Regions from separate parts of the Macaca mulatta genome. Here region 2 is linked to region 1. A link is a contact called in public Hi-C data. All regions are on one chromosome and are shown on one strand. The core of a region is the stretch at or near the end of the contact, and the rest is flanking DNA. Distances in the headings are between cores, read along the strand shown. Region 1 holds the start of LOC114672855 (putative UPF0633 protein). Region 2 holds the start of ZNF658 (zinc finger protein 658).

Region 1 (6,970 bases), core at 2,438-4,937:
AGAAGAAAAGTTTGGAACTTCCTAGAGACTTGTTGAATTGTTGTGACCGAGATGCTCATACAGTGATATGGACAGTGAAATGCAGGCTGAGGTGGTCTCAGATGGAGATGAGGAACTTATTGGGAACTGTAGCAAAGGTCACTCTTGCTGTGTCTTAGCAAGGAGACTGGTGGCATTGTGCTCCTACTCTAGGAATCTGTGAAATGGGTCTTTAGAACTATATTTAGTTAACCATCGGCTAATTTCCAGATAAATAGTTCTGCAGAGGTCATATAAGGTACAAATAGCAGTAGATCAAGGGGGAGGATGATCTTGGGGACTCCTGAAATACACTGTAAATAACCCATATATCCCCCAATGAATAAATGGATATACAAAGTGTGGTATACATACATATGTACAAACAATGGAACATTATTCAATCATAAACAGGAATGAAGTACTGATACAGGCTACACAATGAATGAACCTCAAAAAACCTTAGAATCCTGCTAAGTGAAAGAAGCCAGTCACAAAAGACCAGATATTGGATGACACATTTATATAAAATGTCCAGAATAGGCAAATCTAGAGACAGAAAGCAGATTAGTGGTTGTCAGGGGTTGAGGGAAGGAGGAAATGAGGAGGGATTAAGTGAATTAATGCATGTTAACACCTTAAACTTTGGGCAACTGCCCAATCACACAGACAGTGCAGTCTCATTCATGGGTTTCAGGTAAAAACAAAGAGAAAAGCCGAGGCAGAAATACCAACATGTATGTTATTAAAAACATAAAACCTAAGTATATAGACAGACTACGTTCCTTAATGAGCAGATTCAATATTATAAGGTTGCCAATTCCCCTCCCACAATCTCTCAAAAGTTGCAAAGTAATGCAATGTAATGCAATTTTAATCCAAATGGCATGCTTATCTAGACAAGAAAAAATTGATTATAAAATTTATATGAAATAATAAAAATTTTCAAATGGAAGATTATTAAGGAAGAAAAGAGTGTGAAGACCCTGCTCTATATGGTAGAAGTCAAAGACAGCTACCATCAATTCTTTCCCTTCCTCAACACACATTGCTTCTCAAGAGGTGAGGAATAACTCCCCTCCCCTTGAATCTGGTTGCCTTGCGACTTGCTCGATCCACAGAATATGACATAAATTCCATTCTGGGAATTCTAGGATTGGGTTTTTTTGGGGTTTTTTTGTTTGTTTGTTTGTTTTTTTAAAGACAGAGTCTCGCTCTGTCACCAGGCTAAAGTGCAGTGGTGCAATTTCAGCTGACTGCAACCTCTGCCTCCCAGGTTCAAGAGATTCTCCTGTCTCAGCCTCCCGAGTAGTTGAGACTACAAGTGCATGCCACCACACCCAACTTATTTTTGTATTTATTTATTTTTTATTAGAGACGGGTTTCACTATGTTGGCCAGGATGGTCTCGATCTCATGACCTGGTGATCTGCCCACCTCGGCCTCCCAAAGTGCTGGGATTACAGGCATGAGTCATCGCGCCCAGCCCGATTTTATTTTATTTTTTAAAGAAACTGAAGCTTCTACTTCGGTCTCTTGGAAGCCTTGCTCCTGGGAAGCCCTTCCTTGAACCTAGTTGCCATTCCATTCCACCAGGCCACATATGTCTTCTCCAGGCAACAGTCTACATGAATTGCCAGTCATGTAAGTGAGTTCAGATGACTGTGGCCCCAGCTAACATTTGACTGTAATACATGTGAGAGGCCCCATGCAGAACCACCTAGAACCATGGAGATCAACCACCCTGCAGAAGCATGAAGTTAAGCTTAGGGGTGGTTAATTACGCAAAAATAAGTAAACAGAGCACTCCACCAGGTATTAAACATTATTACAAATATTATGTAATTAAAACAATACAGAACAGACCAGGGTTGACTACAAGATCAATGGGACAGAATAAAGTTACACAACCAATGCCTCCTGGTGACCACAGGGATTTGTCACAGATCTCATCACTTAGAAACCCTACAGCGGTTTCCCTGGTCACCTTCCAGTCACCTCTACACCTTGGCTCCTTTTAGCACTCCTCCCTGGCTTATCACTATATGGAATTACTTTATCTCTTTGTATTGTCTGTCACCTGCCACCATAATGTGAATTTCTAGACCTCCATAGCATCCAAAGCCCTAGAACAGTTCTTAGAACACAGAAGGTGCTTGACAAATATTTTCTGAAAGAAAAAGAAGATACTTCAATACCTCAGTTTATTAATGAAGTGGGGCTACCATATGGCTGCCTGAACAAATACAGCTTGACACTCACTTTCTTGCTAATGACTGAAGTGTATTAACTTGTGTAATCACACAACTACCCTATGGGGTAGATGCCCTTATTTCTCCATTTAGCAGATGAGGAAACTGAAGCACAGAGGGGCCAAGTATCTTGACCAAGGTCACACAGCTTTTAAGTGCCAGAGCCAGGACTCAGATCCTCACAGGTTTGGCTCCAGAGCCCCCAATTTAACCTCCTAACCTCTCTGCTTTACTGGGCTAAACCTTCACCACCTGGAACTCTCCAGGTGCTCGTAAGCGAGTGCTACCCAACTCCCATCACGAACTCGGAAGACCTGTCATTTTCTGAAATTTTCACAACTTCTAAGACACTAGTTATTGGGGAAAACTTCAAATTATTTAAATAATGAGAGGCGAATAACATTGCTAAACTCATGAACACTCTGTATTTAAAAACTCCACTGGAGATCAGGGCACACAGAATCTCTACTACTGATCCCTGACGCTGACCTTCCCCCAACCCGTCGGCCCACGGACCCCAGCCCTGACCCCACCTCCTCCCAGCATCTGACACAAGGATTCTCACCACACTCCCCAGAGACTCGCCTGCCCAGGGCCCCTCTCTAACCCCACATAGCTCAGGTCTCTGACCCAGAGACAGCATTACCGACCTCTCCTACTATCTATTTCCAGATTAGAGTTCCTGATCCCAGAGGTATTGTCTACAATAACTAGCTCTTACAACTATGTCCACTTCAGGAACCGCCCTGTGACGTCAGAACTTTGAGGCCGCCCGGCCAGGGCTGCACATGCTCAGTGAGGCCGGCGCCCGCCAGTAATAAACATGGCTCCCTAAAGCCGCTCGGGCTCAAGAGCAACATGGAGGCCTGCACTTCATCGCTCCTCTCTGGGGGCGGCCATACTGAGGAGGCATCTCTTCCGTGCAGGCAGGCTGTCCTGGGCACCTCAGAGATTCTCTCCAGCGGCAGCGGAAAATGGGCAACGGGTGGATTCGGGTCCAGATTCCGGCAGGAGGGAGTTTGGGATCGAGATCTGGAAAAAAGCATTAGACTGGAAGAGGACGCCATGGAGTCGGAGCCGCTGGCGGGGACAAAAACCTGGGGCTGGGGAAGGCGCCGGTGGGAGGCAAGGCGCCGAGGGACTTTACCCGCGGACGCGTCGCAGCCGTCTCCGCGCACAGTGGTGGCCATCGCGGCTGGTGCCCCAGTGTCGGCGTGTGCCGGGGGCTCCACTGGGACCCGGGTCGCTCGCCCTGAGTCTCCCCTTCCTCATCTGTACGCTTGGGACAAGAACAGTAACCCTCGCAAGTCAAGACAGGCCGGGCCTGTCGGGAGGGTCCACGCCTTAGAGCAGGCCCCTATCGTGTTCAGGGCCCTGAGATGGGGTCTGACTCAGTTCCTGCGGGGAAATTCACCAGTGACCCAGTGAGTGCCCTTCAGTTAAAGACCACCAGGAGCACACTTGTGGAAAATATAATTACATTGCAGCAAGGAATGGGGTACTATGGGTCATCTCAGTGGAAGGAGTTAGAGAGAAACTATTAAACGAGTCGGGGTTTAATTGGTTGATTTTCGATAGGGTCTCAGAAAGTGAAGATTTTAGATTGGATGCTGTCAGAAGTGGCATCAAGACTTTGTTTTTTATCTGCATTTAGACAACATTATAAAGTGCCCTTGTTTTTGTTTGCACTTACCACGGTCTCCGATTAACCTTCTGAAGTTGACATTATTCTGTGAGATTGTTTATATCCAACAGGAAAACAAAATGGCCTGGCCATGAGCATCAGACCGGCGTGTAATAACATTAAGGCCTAACTGTGACCCAAATATTGACAGAATTGAAATTAAAAATAGTTCTACAGTAATAGAGTCTTCAATACTCCGTTTAAAATAATGCATAGAAGCTGGACATGGTGGCTCATGCCTTTAATCTCAGCCACCTGGGAGGCTGCAGCAGGTGGATTGCTTAAAGCCAGGAGTTCGAGACTAGCCTGGGCCTTTTGGCCTGTTTCGGCTTTTAACGTGCCTTCCTCACTCAGCTTAATCATTTCTCACTTTTGATTTTTAATAAGAGATATGTGGCTCTTACTTTCACTTGAACACATAGAGGCCTTTGTAGAGTTATTAATTGGCATAATTTCAATATTGCTGTGTCTCAGAAAACAGGGAGACCTGAGGAGAGGGGGAGATGGAGGAAGGGCAGATTGATAGAACCATTTGAACACACATATGTATCAATTAAGCTCATTATCTTTTGGGGAGCATGGTTTGTGATGCCCCAAAACAATGACAATAGTAATATCAATGATCACTGATCACAGATCACCATAACAGATATAATAATAACAAAGCATTTCAAATATTGCAAGAATTACAAAAATGTAACACAGAGATACAAAATAAGCACATGCTACCAGAAAAGTGGCACTGGTAGACTTACTTGATGCAGGGTTGTCACAAACCTTCAATTTGTAAAAAATGCAATATCTGAGAAGCATAGTAAAGTGAAGTGCAATAAAACAAGATAAGCTTATATATGTATGCATGCACACACCAGTACACATCCACCTATCCACACACAAATCTTTGTACAAACAAATCCTGTATTTTCAAATCCAAGAATACATCATTTGCACCTTAAAAACATCTGTCATCCTTGTAGTGTCCTTTTCTGTCTTTGTTATCAGGGTAATGCTGGCCTCATAAAAAATGTTTGGAAATGTTCCCTCCTCTTCAACTTTTGGAAGAGTTTGTTAATAAATGGGATTAATTCTTCTTTAAACATTTGCTAGAATTCTCCAGTAAGCTATCTGGTCTTGGATTTTCCTTTTTCAGGAGTTTTTTGACTACTGACTCATATTTTTACTCATTATTTATCTGTTTTGATTTTCTGTTTCTTCATGTTTCAGTCTTAGTGGATGTATGTTTCTAGAAATTATATTCTAAGTTAAACAGTTGACACATAGTTGTTTAGAGTAGACTATTAATGTCCTTTGTATTTCTATGGTACCAATTTTAATATTTCCTTTTTTGTTCTAATTTTATTTATTTGAGATTTCTCTCTTTTTTCTTAGCTTAGTGAAAGGTTGGTCAATTTTTATTATCTTTTCAAAAAATCAACTTTTCATTTCATTGATCTTTTCTGTTGTTTTTCTGCTCTATTTCATTTATTTCTGCTATGGTCTTTGTTAGTTCCTTCTTCTAATTTTGGGCTTGATTTTTTTTCTTTGACGTTTATTGTTTCTTTGAGATCTTTTTTCTTCATTTAGTACTTATCTGTATAAACTTCCCTCTTAGAGCGGCTTTTGCTTCATCTCATAAGTTCTAGAATGTTGTGCTTTCATTTTAGTTTGTCTCAAGATATTTTATTTCTTTTTTGATGTTTTCTTTGATCTGTTGGTTGTTCAGGAGTGTGTTGGTTGATTTCCACATATTTGTCACTTTTCTAAGTTTTCTCCTGTTTTTAATTTTCAGTTTCATGCCACTGTGGTCAAAAAGAATACTTGGTAAGATTTCAATCTTCTTAAACTTGCTAAGACTTGTTTTCTGGCCTAATATATGACATATGTTGGAGAATGTACTGTGTATGCTCGAGAAGAATGTGTGTTTTGCTGTTTTGGAAAGGAATGTCCTGTATATCCGGTCCATTTGATCTATAGTGTAGTTCAAGTCAGCTGTTTCCTTATTGATTATCTGTCTGAATGATCAATCCATTGTTGGCAGTGGGATATGGAAGTCCCCTACTGTTATGTATTATTGTTGTCTACTTCTCTCTTCAGATTTGTTAATATTTGCTTTATATAATTAGGTACTCCAATGTTGGGAGAATATGTATTTGCAGTAGTTATATCCTCTTGATGAATTGACCCTTGTATCATTCTATAATGACTTTGTCTCTTGTTACAGTTTTTGACTTAAAGTCTATTTTGTTTGTTGTAAGAATAACTACTCTTTCTTTTTTGTTGTTCCCTCTCTTTCCTTTCAGTCTATGTGTGTCTCTGAAGGTGAAGAGAGTCTCTTATAGGTGGCATATATTTGGTTCTTGTTTTACTCTCCATTCAGCCACTCTGGGTCTTCTGTTTCACTAATTTGGTCCACTGATATTTGAAGTAACTATTGATAGGTGTTTTGTAGTTTCTTTGTTCTTTTATTTCTCTCTGGCTGTGCATGATTTGATTATTTTGATTATTTTCTGTAGTGGTATACTTTGATTTTTTGCTGTGTCTTTGTAGTAATTCTTTTTTAAACATGTGGTTAAATTCTCATTTGTGTATCTATTACATGTTTCGTCTTTGTGATTATCATGAGGCTTACATAAAACATCATATGCTATCATGTGCCATATAAGGATGTTTTGGTCAATGATGGGCCACATATACAATGGTGGTCCCATAAGGTTATAACATTTTTGTTTTATCTGTTTAGATACATTTAAATACACAAATGCTTATCATTGTATTACAGTTGCCTACAGCATTCAGTATAGTACAATGCTGTACAGATTTGTAGCCTGGAAGCAATAGGTTATACCATATAGCCTGGGTGTGTAGTAGGTGGTATTATCTAATTTTGTGTAAGTACACTCTATGATATTCACACCATGACAAAATTGCATAATGAGGCATTATTCAGAACATATCCAAATTAAGAAATGCATGATTGTAGTTACAATGGTCTATTTTAAGTTGATAACAACTTAACT
Region 2 (6,429 bases), core at 3,316-5,815, 340 kb before region 1:
CACCTGGACATGAGAATCTGAATGTTAAAAAGACAAAGAGAGAATCAGGAAAGCCACAACAGAGAAACAAGTCATCATATTACAGGCTGATTTCTAATGAGAAACTATGGAGCACAGAGGGCAATGGGATGACATATTCAAAGTGCTGAAACAAAGACTGTCAACCAGTAACCTCCATATCCAGGAAAAATGGAGAAACTGTAATTTTCTCAGGTAAACAAAACCTGAGAGAATTTATCACAGGCAAGACTGCCTAAAAGAAATAATAAAAGGGAGTGGTTCAGCAAAACTATGGAGACAGAAGAGTAGGTTAGTGGTTGTTTGGGGCTCAGAGGGAATGAAGTGGTAGTTACAGTGTCCATAGCTTCTTTCTAAGGCAATAAAAATGTTCTAAAATTGACTGCAGTGATATTAGCATATTATCTGAGAATATACTAAAAAAAAAAATCACTGAATTCTACACTTTAAATGGGTACATAGTGATATATGTGAACTGAGTCTCAAAAAGCAGTTTTAAAAAAAGAAAAAAACAAGGGAAGACAAAATCATTTGGAGACAACAGAGAAGACTAAAGAGCCAAGGACAGAAACTGAGGCTGAGCCAAGTGAAAGGACAAGGAAGGTGGCTCCATGAAGACATCAGCCGGGGAAGGACCGGCGAGGGGCAAGTATCACTAACAGAAACGTTCCAGGACAGAGTGAGACATTGAGGCAAGTGCTGCAGAAAAGCCAAGCAAGGAAAGGAAAAGACCACACCACTGGATTTGATTATACTCTGGGTAGGAATACTGGAGAGCCCAGGCAAGTGGCAAGAAAAACCAAGCCATCCCATGGAGAGTTGACGTTAAATGCTAAGTGGGGAAATATCTGAAAGAGAACAGAATTTTGGACCATCTGCTGAGCAACCTATCATGGGTATTCAAAATATGTATGGAGTGTGATTTTAAAGACATTCAGTAGATTCATCAGAAAAATGTTAAATTCCACCCTTTCATTGGAGTTTTTGAAAAACAGTACTGAACGTGTTCAAATTTAGCATTACAGTTTCTACTTCTATTGAAGAAGTAATACTCTGTCATTTGGCAATTCATTAACTAAGTCACCTACTTGAAGAACAATAAATACATTTCGTTATCTTTATGTTTATATTCCATGATAAATCGGTTTGCTTTATCTTTCTCATCAATGTAAACCTTTAAGTATTGTCTGTCTGACACTCCACCATGGCTGTCAATAACCTCAGAAATAAATCTGAAGCTTAATTTGGTAAATTTGTAATATCGAAGGATCTGCATCTATCCACATGCCACTTTGCGCTGCTATTAATCTGCATTTCTACATCTTCTAGGAATGTGTCTGATCCATTTCTGTTTCTACTTTTCCATGTTAATGTAAAGACACATAAACCCTTACAAAACCTATTGTAAAATAAACTGGTTTTTAAAAACCGAACTCACCTGAGAGATGTTCATTTTCTGCTGCTCCTGGAAGAGTGGAGAGAACTGTGGAGGTTCAGCTGGGAAGGAGGAAAGAGCAATGGGGTCATGAAAGACCTGGTCTGCCTCACAGTTCCTACAGAGATGGTCCCTGACATGAGATGGTTCGACTTGATAATGGTTTTCCTGCGACATAATCCCACTGTAATCAAGGAGCATGTAGTCCTATTCATGTGCCTAAAAAAAATATCATCGCACTCAGCTGGAAAAAAGGATTCCCAATGCAGAATGTCCCTTCCACTCTTGAAAAGGGACAGGAGGGACCACTCAAAGACAGCCACACCTGAATACGTGCATCTCTGATAGGATTACATGCGCTTAAACTTGCATTTTCACTGAGTAAAGTAATACTGTTTTTTGTTGATTTACTAATAATTATGTTGATTTATTAACAATTATGTTCCCTTTTGACTAAGAAAAAAGTAAAAATAAAACAAAGGATTAAGCAAGTTCAGGTATACAGAGATGAAGCTGTTTACCTTCATTAAAGCTAATGTCAAAGAACTACTCAGCTGGGCGTGGTAATCCCAGCAATTTGGGAGGTGAACTGCTGGAGGCCAAGAGTTCCAGACCAGCCTGGTCAACGTGGCGAAATCCTGTCTCTACTAAAAATAGAAAAAAATAAAAAATAAATTTAAAATTAATTTTTTAAAAAAAGAACTAATCAGACTGACTTATTAATCAAGTTCTTACTGTCTTTACACCCAGAATTAGCGCTTCCACAGAAAAAATCAAGATGGGATTTTTTTTTTTTTTTTTGAGACGGAGTCTCGCTCTGTCGCCCAGGCTGGAGTGCAGTGGCCAGATCTCAGCTCACTGCAAGCTCCGCCTCCCGGGTTCACGCCATTCTCCTGCCTCAGCCTCCCGCGTAGCTGGGACCACAGGCGCCGCCACCTCGCCCGGCTAATTTTTTGTGTTTTTAGTAGAGACGGGGTTTCGCCGTGTTAGCCAGGATGGTCTCGATCTCCTGACCTTGTGATCCGCCCGTCTCGGCCTCCCAAAGTGCTGGGATTACAGGCTTGAGCCACCGCGCCCGGCCTATTTTTGGGTTTCCAATATAGGAAATTCTTCCTCTACTACCAGGAAAGAGGGAACATCAGTATTACTCTAAATGCCACAGGTGATGATGAACACAGTGTGAGAGGGACTCAGAATGCGGAAGAAGTGAAGGCAGAAAGGAAAATAGGCTGCTGTTTGGCATCTGGACAGCTGATTACGTCTTCCCTGGATAGCATGACCTAATCAGCCCTCCAGTAAAGTGTCTTTTTCCACCCAGCTTGACAGTCACTCATCCCTCTCAGCCCCAGGGAATTGCCTTCTGCAAGTTAGTCCACAGCAAAGTCACACGGTCTGTGATGGCTTCTGGATGTGGCAATATCACTAAATCTGATGCATACATTATATAGGGAATCAAGAACTGCCTCTGGGGAAGCAATCAGGACTTGCTCCTTTCTAGAATCTTCTGCCTCTTCTTTGACGTTCTAAAAGAGGTCTCCGTCATATAGGCTGTTCTTCTATGGCAGTAGTCCCTAGGACTCCCTCTTTACTGCCTCACACGAGCTGCTTTGCTCCAGAGGAGCTGGGACTTGGGCCTGAGAAACAAACTCAATTGAAACCTTCACCTAATACCTTAGACCTGACTCTTGAGATTTACTCGAAATGTGCTATCCAGCACTGCAGCCATCAGCCACACAGAACCACTGAACACCTGAAGTTTGGCCAGTGCCACAAGTCGAATATTTAGGATGCAATGAGTTAAGTAAAATAAAGCCGTAAAACTGACTTTGCCTGCCTCTTCTCTTCACTGTAGCTACTGAAAAATTCTAAGCTTTTTTTTCCCCTCTTTTGAGACAGTCTCGCTCTGTCACCCAGGCTGGAGTGCAGTGGCTCAATCTCGGCTCACTGCAGCCTCTGCCTCGGGTTCAAGCGGTTCTCGTGCCTCAGCCTCCCAAGTAGCTGGGATTACAGGAGTGCACCACCACGTCCAGCGAATTTTTGTCTTTTTGTAGAGATGGGTTTTTGCCATGATGGCCAGGCTGGTCTCGAACTCCTGGCGTCAACTGATCCACCGGCCTAGGCCTCCCAAAGTGCTGGGATTACAGGCATGAGCCACTGCGCCTAATCAAAAATTATGAATTGTATTTGTGGTTTGCCTTATCTTTCTACTGGACAGTACAGCACTAGAGTATCAATCTGTGCCTTTGAGGAGACAGCAGGAACAGTACAAGAGGATTCAGGAGCCTCAGCCTGAATCAGAGGTTCTGTAGAGACCCGACAAATCGCAGGATGTATTTACCACTTGGTGAGATTCTGTCCACATTCACTTCACAATCATCTACACAGATCTGGTGACAGGCCGCTCTGCATAAGCGCTCTGAAGGCTTTAGGTAGATACTGGAAAGTCTGGGTTTCAGGCAGACAGCATATTAGAAAGAGCAGGATAGGGAGTCACATCTCTCGGCATTTGCATCTCACCTCTCTCACCTCCTAGCGTGTGCTCTGGGGTACCCATCCCCATGAACTTTCGTCCATTTTTTAAAAACGGCACGTTTATACCAAGGAGGGTCGCTGGGAGGGTTAGGTGAAATACCAAACGATGAGAGTAAGTGTCTCATAATTGTGAGAGCAGCTTACATTTCACACAGTGACTATTACGGACACTTGACAAAATGCTTTACAGGTGACAACTTATTTAATTCTCAGACTAAGAACACGAGTTACTAGTAACCTCCTCCTGTTAGCCGTCAACCTTATCCACGCACATTGCCCTTCCCGCGCCCGCAACCCCGCGGGGCCCGGCAGCCCTACACCTGCGGACAGGACTCAGCCCGGGCCCGTGCACGGGGCCGCGGAGGAGAGGGGAGGGCCATCCTGGGGACTCCTGAGACTGCCTGCTGCAGCCCCCCGCACACAAGCCCGCCCGTCCCCAGGCTCCTGGGCCGCGCGGAGCCCTGTCACCGACGCTCTCACCCCAGGTGCGCAGCCTTGGCTCCCGCGCAGACCTACAGACTCGTACACCTTGTCCCTTTCAGGCCCCGGAGGTCGGACGGCGGGAGGTGGGGCTGGGTTTACACATGCGCAGAGCGAGCGCCGAAGCCCCATTTCCCGAAGGGCTACGCGGCAGGCGCGTAACGTTGAAAACTACACTTCCCATAAGCCCCTGCGTTCGAAGGAAGTACTATAATTTTTTCTGCTTCTTTGACCGGCTGGGAGGGACCTTTGGAGCCCAGAGTTTTCCCAAATTCCCGGAGGTTGTCAGCATGACCACAAACTGCGAAGCGTGGTTCTTGGTACGATCCTGGTTGGAGAAAAAGCACCTGAAACAGACATTAACAATTGGGGAAACATGACTATCGACAGGACATTAGAAATATTAAAGAAAATTACCATTACTTTGAGAATAATGGCTAGACAATGTAGGACATTGTTCTTATGTTTAAAAGATATGTACGGAAACGTTTGCAATTGTATGCTTGTAGTTTAATTGAAATACTTTAAAAATAATTTCTCAAAACAATGAGAGAAAGTAGATATAGAAATAAGTGAAGAATTGTTAAATCTGTATAATACGTGCATATGCTGCTCATTTTACTATTTTCTACTATTCTGAGAGTCTGTTTTTGTCTGTTTTTTTGCTCCACAGTTCTGAGTTCTGAGTTTTGCCAAATGCATAATGTCTTTTAGTGGGATTTCCACCAATGCAATGATGTAATATCCACCATCATGGTATCATAAAAAGTAGTTTCACTGCCTGATATGGTTTGGATTTGTGTCCCTGCCCAAATCTCATGTCAAATTAAAGGAGGGGCCTGATGGGAGGCGATTGGATCATAGAGCAGATTTCCCCCTTGCTGTTCTCGTGATAGTGGATTCTCACAAGATCTGATGGTTTAGAAGTGTATGGCACTTCTCCCTTCGCTCTCTTGCTCTGCCATGGTAAAGCTGTGATTGCTTCCCCTTCACTTTCTGGCATGATTGTAAGTTTCCTGAGGCCTCCCAGTCATGCTTCCTGGTAAGCCCGCAGAACTGTGAGACAATTAAACCTCTTTTCGTCATAAATAACCCTATCTCAGGTAGCTCTTTATAGCAGTGTGAGAATAGACTAATACAGAAAATTGGAACCAGGAGTGGGGTACTACTATGAAGATATCTGAAAATGTGGAAGCAACGTTGGAGCATAGCTTTTTTTATTTTGCATTGTGCCAGCAACATTTGTAGAAAAGGCTATCTTTTCTCCACTGTCTTGCCTTTGTTCTTTTGTCAAAGATCAGTTGCTGATACTTGTGTGGGTCTTTTTCTGGGTTCTCTATTTTGTTCCATTGATCTATTAATACTTGTCAGTTATTTCACCAATATGACACTGCCTTGATCACTGTAGCTTTATACTGATTTTTGAAGCCAGGAGGCATTAGTCTTCTGACTTTGCTTTTCTTCAATATTGAGTTGACTATCTGGGTCTTTTGCATTTCCGTATAAACTTTAGAATCAGTTTGTTGATGTCAACAAAATAACTTGATTGAGATTGCGTTGAATCTATTGATCAAGTTTGTAGGAACTAACATCTTAACAATATTGAATTTTCCTATCCATTAACATGGAATATCTCTCCATTTATTTAGTTATTTATTTCTTTCATCTGAGTTTTGTACTTTTCCTCATATAGATCTTGCATGTATATTGTTAGATTTATACCTAAGTATTTCATTGTCTTAATGATAATATAAATTGTGTGTTTTAAATTTCAAATTCCAATTTTCATTGTTGGCTTATAGGAATGTAATTGATTTTTGTATAATAAGCTTGTATGCTGCAATCTTGCTAATAATCACTTAGTTCCAGATGTTTTTCTGTCAACTCTGGGGTTTCCTACAGGGATGATCATATCATCTGCAAACAAAGATAGTTTTATTTCTTCCTTCCCTATTTGTAGGCTT

What was found. A called contact is a pair of places that touch in the nucleus more often than the background predicts.
Region 2: a Hi-C map of liver shows a contact between it and region 1, with 2.8 times the contacts expected there. The contact joins the promoter of ZNF658 here to the promoter of LOC114672855 in region 1. A contact is called at or near these places in 2 of 14 Hi-C or Micro-C datasets (fetal cortex germinal zone and liver).

The regions. Positions count from the first base shown.
Region 1 is chr15:125,326,944-125,333,913 of T2T-MMU8v2.0, reverse strand. LOC114672855 (putative UPF0633 protein) reads right to left here and starts at 3,687. Exons shown (of 2, transcript XM_028835367.2): 1 at 3,417-3,687; 2 at 2,527-3,301. The coding sequence starts at 3,541. The coding sequence ends at 3,004.
Region 2 is chr15:125,663,707-125,670,135 of T2T-MMU8v2.0, reverse strand. It overlaps ZNF658 (zinc finger protein 658), which reads right to left and starts at 4,565. Exons shown (of 6, transcript XM_077966485.1): 1 at 4,466-4,565; 2 at 1,975-2,100; 3 at 1,457-1,515.